Regions from separate parts of the Zea mays genome. Here regions 1 and 2 are each linked to region 3. The links are chromatin contacts, called in public Hi-C maps. All regions are on one chromosome and are shown on one strand. The core of a region is the stretch at or near the end of the contact, and the rest is flanking DNA. Distances in the headings are between cores, read along the strand shown.

Evidence for each region. Hi-C and Micro-C count contacts between places; a contact is called where the count stands out from the background.
Region 1: a contact with region 3 is called in a Hi-C map of leaf, with 7 times the contacts expected there. The contact joins the promoter of LOC103626664 here to the promoter of LOC100280793 in region 3. A contact is called at or near these places in 6 of 25 Hi-C or Micro-C datasets (ear, leaf and tassel).
Region 2: a Hi-C map of leaf shows a contact between it and region 3, with 8 times the contacts expected there. The contact joins the promoter of LOC100191397 here to the promoter of LOC100280793 in region 3. A contact is called at or near these places in 6 of 25 Hi-C or Micro-C datasets (ear, leaf, leaf mesophyll and 1 more) and 1 of 3 datasets of contacts at active chromatin or transcription factors (leaf).

What each region holds. Positions count from the first base shown.
Region 1 is chr5:85,508,291-85,510,990 of Zm-B73-REFERENCE-NAM-5.0, reverse strand. It overlaps LOC103626664 (replication factor A protein 1), which reads right to left and starts at 1,306. Exons shown (of 13, transcript XM_008647057.3): 1 at 1,164-1,306. LOC100383576 (Tubulin beta-4 chain) reads right to left here. Exons shown (of 3, transcript NM_001176224.1): 3 at 1,777-2,564. The coding sequence ends at 1,894.
Region 2 is chr5:85,353,596-85,356,295 of Zm-B73-REFERENCE-NAM-5.0, reverse strand. LOC100191397 (Pentatricopeptide repeat-containing protein) reads left to right here and starts at 1,440. Exons shown (of 1, transcript NM_001136831.1): 1 at 1,440-2,700. The coding sequence starts at 1,739.
Region 3 is chr5:85,848,700-85,851,399 of Zm-B73-REFERENCE-NAM-5.0, reverse strand. LOC100280793 (urease accessory protein F) reads right to left here and starts at 1,441. Exons shown (of 3, transcript NM_001352439.1): 1 at 1,266-1,441; 2 at 312-1,151. The coding sequence starts at 1,116. The coding sequence ends at 319.

The DNA.
Region 1 (2,700 bases), core at 57-2,556, 340 kb after region 3:
CCTAGTTCATAACACAACTGAATCCGACATTCAGTCTGCATTCAATTGTAATGGCAAAGGGAGGAAGAGAATAAAAAAACTAAATTGTAAGCACGGTGGAGGGAATCAAGTAAAGATTTCAATTTTCTGTTATATAGTTTGAGAGGGGTTACAAATAAAAAAAGATATATGTAAATAAATATTTTTTTGATGGAACAACATATACAATTTTAGACATTTTTATATTAAACATGGTGTCTGACAACCTAGGGAGAGTGCAGTAGAAAGACATATTTAATTTGACACATATTATTTACATATTTCTTTCATATGCAGTTATAAATATCATTTTACAGTAAAGGTCACCAAAGTTGTCAATCTCCTATGAAATAGCAGAACTACAAAAATTACTTTTATTTTTTTCAAAAAAACAACTATGTAATCAGTGGCACCAGCACAACTTGGAATGAAGTGTGGTATCATTCAGAAGAACCAATTGTTTTGAATGCAATGATTCAGTTCATCTATTTCAGAAGAACCAATGGGCTCAATTGATTTTTTCCCTCTTTTTTTTGTATTTGTTCTGCTGCCATAGATTCGAGAGTATACTAATCTTTGTGGCTAATAGGCGGAACAATTTCAAATACATAATTATCAGAAGAAATAGATGAACTGAAAGCTAACGTAATTATTTTGAACACAAAAGTCAGTAGAGAATAAGATAAAATTAAACCTAATGTACATCTTATACGAGATTTCCTGGCTGTTGTACAACTACAATACATACCCAAGAAATTAATCAAGAAATTATGTGTGCTATAGAATAATGGCAAGAAAGACACCTTACTGTCACAGCAATTTCGATATTCCGCTGGACCATCTAACGTTTTTATCATCAGCAACAACAAAGATTATAATCCAATAAAGTTGGGATAGGCTAGATATCTATTGCAGAAAACGCCAGCAGTGGTCCCTAAACCCTAACCGAATACGACCATTTTGTTTTGTGCTCTCTAGAAAATGCCAGCAGTAGTGTAGGGGTCTCGACGGCAGACGGAGGATGCATGCCGCTCGGGAAAAAAAATGCCTGTATGTGTGCTTGCGTTGTGGCTCCGATGTGTTTGAGAAAGCAAAGGGGAGGGAAGATGCTTGCTACATCTCGAGGAGGCGAAGGATAGGCATACCTGAATGCTCCTTGATACAGAAGTCGCTGGGAAGCTGGCGTAGCGGCAGCGGCGGTAGCCGAGTCGTCCGTCGCCTGTGCGAAGGGGTGGGGGAAAGGAGGTTTTGGGAAAGGAATTTGTTTTGCTTCAATACTGTGTTGCCCAGCTACACGGGCGGAGGAAGCAAGGAAAACCATTTCCTTTTGTCCGAATCTGGATGTTTCCGGGATGTTCTCCACTTACTATTCAAGATTCGTATGAAGCGTTGGATTTCCATCAGACGGCTGCCGTTATTTAAGATGACGTGGCCTAATCTCGTGCCGGAGTTGCTCCCGCGGTTAATATAGTAAATTTCATTTGTAAAATATAAGAATCATACGATCGAGTCTTCGTTCTGTAGGTCATAGGAATTTGACAAGGGTGGAACGGAACATGAGCACTAGGGTTAGTGACTTCGATATTTCACAATTTAACAAAGCTACTCTTCTTACCGTGACAGGGTGACCATGTCAGTCGACAGTGAGATACGGACGATGACTCATGTGCCCCTGAACTCTAAAAAAAAGATACCAAGATATAGAATACATCTAATATCAGATCGACAAATCCACGATCTAGAAGTAATCAATTCCACAGTTAAAACTTACGTCAGTTTCGCAGCAGCATCACAGTAACATTTTAAACACCAGATGAAGAGCAACAATAATAACACAACCCCACAATGTGCACAACCCCACAATGTGCCGGTGGATCAGGCAGCCACCTCATCTCCCTCCTTGTACTCCTCCTCCTCTTCCGCCGTCGCGTCCTGGTACTGCTGGTACTCGGCCACCAGGTCGTTCATGTTGCTCTCGGCCTCGGTGAACTCCATCTCGTCCATGCCCTCCCCGGTGTACCAGTGCAGGAAGGCCTTGCGCCGGAACATGGCCGTGAACTGCTCGCTGACGCGCCGGAACATCTCCTGGATCGAGGTGGAGTTGCCGACGAACGTGGACGCCATCGCCAGGCCCGTGGGGGGGATGTCGCACACGCTCGACTTCACGTTGTTCGGGATCCACTCCACGAAGTAGGACGAGTTCTTGTTCTGCACGTTCAGCATCTGCTCGTCCACCTCCTTGGTGCTCATCTTCCCGCGGAACATGGCCGACGCCGTCAGGTAGCGCCCGTGCCGCGGGTCAGCCGCGCACATCATGTTCTTCGCGTCCCACATCTGCTGGGTCAGCTCCGGGACGGTCAGGGCGCGGTACTGCTGGGACCCCCTTGACGTCAGCGGCGCGAAGCCGACCATGAAGAAATGGAGGCGGGGGAAGGGGATCAGGTTGACCGCAAGCTTCCGGAGGTCCGAGTTCAGCTGGCCTGGGAACCGCAGGCAGCAGGTAACACCACTCATGGTTGCAGAGATGAGATGGTTCAGGTCACCGACTGGAACAGCATAAAAATGGCAACATTCAGATTCATATCTTAATGGCAGAAACAAATGCAAGAAATAAGGCAGGGAATCATGAAATGGTCATCTCAGGACAGTAGGAGCACAAAGCAAACCTTAGAACAGATAGTA
Region 2 (2,700 bases), core at 191-2,690, 500 kb after region 3:
GACTGATTGGTGCCACATTGCAACAAATTGATGAAATTAGACAACATGGATGGGAAGATCTATTTGAGGATACAAAATCATTTTGCATTCAATATAATATCATTGTGCCAAACATGTTGGATACAACCACTGCTAGAGGTCGCTCAAGAGGTCGTGGAGGTCAGTTGATAACTTACCATCATCACTTGAAACATGAAATATTTAATGTGGTGCTTGACCAACTTATTGTGGAGTTCAACAACCGTTTTGGTGAAAGATCTACCCAATTATTGAGATGCATTGCCTGCCTTGATCCAAGAAATTCTTTTGCCAATTTTGATGGAGATAAGTTAATTGAGCTTGCTAAATTGTATGATGCGGATTTCTCTACATATGATTGCATAGTATTGAAAGACCAACTTGAGATATTCATTATTGATATGAGAGCTGATCCAGATATTCTAAGTTGCAATGACCTAGGTGATCTTGCTGTGAGAATGGTTCAGAGTGACAGGCATGTTGTCTTTCCATTTGTATATCGTCTCATTGAATTAGCTTTAATTTTACCAGTGGCAACAGCATCTGTGGAGAGATCTTTCTCATCTATGAATATCATTAAAACTGAGTTGCGGAATAAGACAGGAGACGAATGGCTTAACCATCGTATGATGTGTTATATTGAGAGGGATATATTTACAAGTATTGAGGATGCAAAGATATTGGATTATTTTCAAGGCATGAGAACCCGCAGAGTGAATCTACCTCGTACTAGTGGTATGTACCAATTATTAATATTATTAAATTTATTCAACATTACCTTTCAAGTCGCGTTCTTAACATGATTTTCGTCAAGGTTCTGGAGCAAGAAGCACTGATGTTGATGTTGACATGATACATTTTGGAGGAGCTACATTATAATTTGTATGTCATCTTTAATATCTATGACAACGTTGTTTCGTACAATTTATTTATATGCTACTATTAGAGTTTACGGTCGTTTCGGCCCGGGTCTTGGTTAATTTCTGGGTCCGCCACTGTTCTGTATGGCAGCATTTCACTAACCAAACACGATATAAATGGACAAGGCTGTTCAACTGTCTACAAGTTATTTGCCTAGGATAGAGAAAATAAGAGAGAAGCATGTCGTCAGTCGTCACACTTAGCTAGTAAGAGAAAATAAGAGAAACATATCTTGGCGAGTTGAGTTAACTCTGTAAGTGATGATAATGAAATATGGAAAATATACCAATTCATTTTGAAAGATATACTTATAATCTTTAAAAATCAAGGATAAAAGTAGAGTTATATCATAAGAATGAATGAAAAACCAGCAATAAACAGAAGGTGTTTTTCACCGACTATTGGATAAGCTGATTTTCTAACAGTCAGAAACTATGCTAGACAGGGTCCAATCAACTTTCTCATAAAAGATGCACTCCTCTCGTTTCTCGCCGCGATGGCCAACCTAGCGGCCCAGCTCGCTGCCGTGCTCCAGGCCTGCATCAAGCGTAGCGGTGGCCGCAAGCCCAGCCGCTCAAACGCCAAGGCCGCGCACGCGCGCGTCCTCGCCGCCGGCCTCGCCGCAGATACCTTCCTCCTCAACCGCCTCGTCGAGCTCTACTCCCTCTCGGGCCTGCCATGCCACGCGCTCCGCGCCTTCCGCGCGCTGCCCCACCCCAACGTCTACTCCTACAACGCCGCCATCTCAGCTGCCTGCCGCGCGGGGGACCTCGCCGCCGCCCGGGACCTGCTCGGCCGAATGCCCGACCGGAACGCCGTCTCCTGGAATACCGTCATCGCCGCCGTCGCGCGGTCGGGCTCCCCGGGGGAGGCGCTAGAGATGTACCAGGGGATGCTGCAGGAGGGCCTCGCGCCGACGAACTTCACGCTGGCCAGCGTGCTCAGCGCGTGCGGCGCCGTGGCCGCGCTCGACGACGGGAGGCGCTGCCATGGGCTCGCCGTCAAGGTCGGGCTCGACGGGCACCAGTTCGTCGAGAACGGGCTCCTCGGCATGTACACAAAGTGCGGGAGCGTCGCCGACGCGGTCAGGCTGTTCGACGGGATGCCTAGCCCGAACGAGGTGTCGTTCACGGCGATGATGGGCGGGTTGGCGCAGGGCGGGGCCGTCGACGATGCCCTCAGGTTGTTCGCGCGGATGAGCAGGACCGGGATTCGTGTTGATCCGGTAGCGGTCTCCAGTGTTCTCGGCGCCTGCGCGCAGGCCTGCGCTGGTGACTACAATGTCGCTCGTGCAATCCAGCTCGCACAGTCCATCCATGCATTGGTTGTCAGAAAAGGTTTTGGATCGGACCAACACGTGGGTAACTCGTTGGTTGATCTGTACGCGAAGGGCATGAAGATGGATGAGGCCATCAAAGTCTTTGAGTCGTTGTCCAGTGTTAGTATTGTTTCTTGGAACATTCTTATAACTGGGTATGGTCAGCTGGGATGCTATGAGAGGGCCATGGAAGTTCTTGAGTTTATGCAAGAGTCAGGCTTTGAGCCCAATGAGGTAACCTACAGTAACATGCTTGCTTCTTGTATTAAGGCAAGGGATGTTCCGTCTGCTCGTGCAATGTTTGACAAGATACCAAAGCCAAGTGTGACTACATGGAACACCCTATTATCTGGCTACGGCCAGGAGGAACTGCATCAAGAAACAATCGACTTGTTTAGGAGAATGCAACATCAAAATGTGCAGCCTGACCGGACAACTTTAGC
Region 3 (2,700 bases), core at 192-2,691:
CCAGCCCTCTCTGAATGCATGTTTGTAGTTCTACTTAAATTTGGTTGTAACTACAGAATTAAATAATTACTCATCACGCCCTTTTTTTTGAAAGGGAATACTCATCACGTCCTTGATAGAGCACATCACTCATCCAAAGCTTGTCACACAATTGCCTTGCGAGCCATCAAACACTACGTATCATTGAAGAGGTCTCATGCAGAGTTACTCAAAAGGTAACAGAAATTTATCAGAAAAGCATGGAAGCATGACCGGAGCATCTTTGAATGTGCTGCATATGCTCAAAGATCATACGAAGGTAGGTAGCTCACCTTGTTGTCACGAACAAAACAGCCTGGAGAACATGTAAGCGTGGCAGCCCTGCACGGCATCGAGCAGCGGGGCAGTCTGTGACGCCTCAGAGACATCACGGTCCCTCCATTTCCGCACCATCCTCTCGGCATCCGGCGCAAGCTGGTGCTGCAGCACCGAAGCAGCCAGCGGGCCGATCAGATTGAGCCTCGTCGCGGCAGAGAGCACGTCCCTCATCGTCACGAACATGTACGCCCGCTGCGCCGTCTCGCCGTCGAATCCAACCAAGCCGCACACCAGCCCAAACACAGGCGCGTGGTGGAACGACACGCTCTTGGAGCCCAGCAACGTCCGCCGGAGCTCCTGCAGCGCCGGAACCTCGGCGAAGACGGACGCGGCCACCCGCAGCAGAGCCGAGCCCTGAGCCGCGGACGCCTTCCTGGCGACCTCGTTCGTCAACGTGGCGTCCAGCAACCGGTCCAGCTTGGCCCACGCCGCTGCGTCGCCGGGGGACTTGCCTGCGCATGCGCAGTGCACGAACGGCAGCAGCAGGCTGCCGGCGCTGTCGAGGACCTGGACGACGAACGACCTCAGGTCCTCCTGGTCGTTCACCACGCGGGACTGCATGGCGGCCTCGAGGCCGTACGAGTGCGCGAAGCCGCCGGTCGGGAGGATGGAGTCCAGGATCTGCCACTGGGTCCAGTGCAAGCTCTGGTTCACGCCCCCCGCTGCATTGGAACTGGAAGGCGCCTGCGCCTCCTCCATTTCGCAGTCCGCTGAGTGCACCAGCCGTGATTTCTTCGGGGCTGGGCTGCCGGGCTCCATTGCAAATCGACAGAGCGGATGGGAGATCTTCGGTACTGAAAAAGGGCGAAATAATTGTCAGCTACGCATTCCATCGAACACCCTAGGGTCGTGAGAACCTTTGGAACCATCTGCGAAATAATTGGTGAGTACATGAGTTGCTTACTTGCCTGGACGCCGAAATGTTTACTCCAAGACGCCGAAGGTCGGCAGGGAGCGGTTGCTAGGTCTAGCTCGTCTTGCAACTTGCAGGTCTCCGGGGAACCAATAAAGCTGCTGCGTCGATCCACCGGGTAGGCAGTCCCCCCGAGGTGGAAGATAGGGGTTGACCTTCGACGCCTCACCGCGAGCGCCAGCGGATCACGCTGCAGCGGTTCCCTCTAAATTATATCCCCTATATCCCACTAGCGCGCCACATCAGCACTCTCTCCCCCTCTATATTCTCACTCTCTGCAGCGGTTTCCTCTGAGGCTATCCGCACTCATACTACTCTATTTCTCTAACCTAAAATAAATATTCTATCCTGGTCAGCGAGGTTTTCTACTCTATCCAACAATTCTCCGCGGTCACAATTACTCTATATATCTACCCTATACCAACTACCATATATTATATTATATTTTTTCTCCACTTTTCTATACCGTCAGCATGCATGTGGGCCCGCCTCCACCACCTCCGCGTGCATGCATGTGCATGCAGCCGTGCACAACATGCGTCTACCATCCAATACGCGCACGAGAAAGTTTCGAGTAGGACTCTGTAAATAGCGTTCCTCCGGTCCGCTCTAAATTTACAGTCGCCTTTAGAGTCCTTCACTGCAACATTCTTTTACTTTATATCTAACGCTATCCTCATAGCGTATTCCTCACAGCTTCCCACTGCAGGTAGCCTAAAACATCCCCTAAACCCCACCATACCAATAAAATATATATTTCCCTTCAACTACCTCAACCACCATCCTTTATTTTTAAATTTCCATATTTTGTCTTATTTTGCACCGTATCATAGTTGTAGGTGATTACCAATTACTAAGTAATTCATAATATGTAAAATAATTATCCAAACAAACTACAATAATTCGTACCTGAAATTTGTTAATAAAAAATATTTTCATTGAATAGTAACGGTTCTAGCGATTTGCACCCAAAAACGTACTTGGAGTCGTACGAAATCAACTAAGAACTAGCGTATTTGTAACTCAACAGTTGCAGCTCCAAGGAACCCCAACGGCCAACAGCAGATCCCGAAGCGGCTGAATGGATCCTCTTCCGACGAGGCTCTAGCCGTTGCCGAGTTATCAGGCAGAAGGCAGCAGTCCCGGCGGCGAGCCCGACACCGTAGGCCAGCCACTCCCCGGCGAGGCAGCAGAGAGAGGCTGCATCTCCCACGCCCGCATTCGAGGGGGATCGGCTCCACAAGACCCATCGATGCGCCACCGTCGTCGACAGCAAGGAAGCCGCCTCCGGTCCTTCCGATGCGCGCGCGAAAGGGAGAGAGAAAGTCGTGGGGGGTGAACAGCGCTCCTCTCCATCTGGCGTGAGAGAGAAGAGAAGCGCTACGAAGGAGACGCCGTAGAGGGCAGCGATGCAGGTCGAAGAAGAGGAA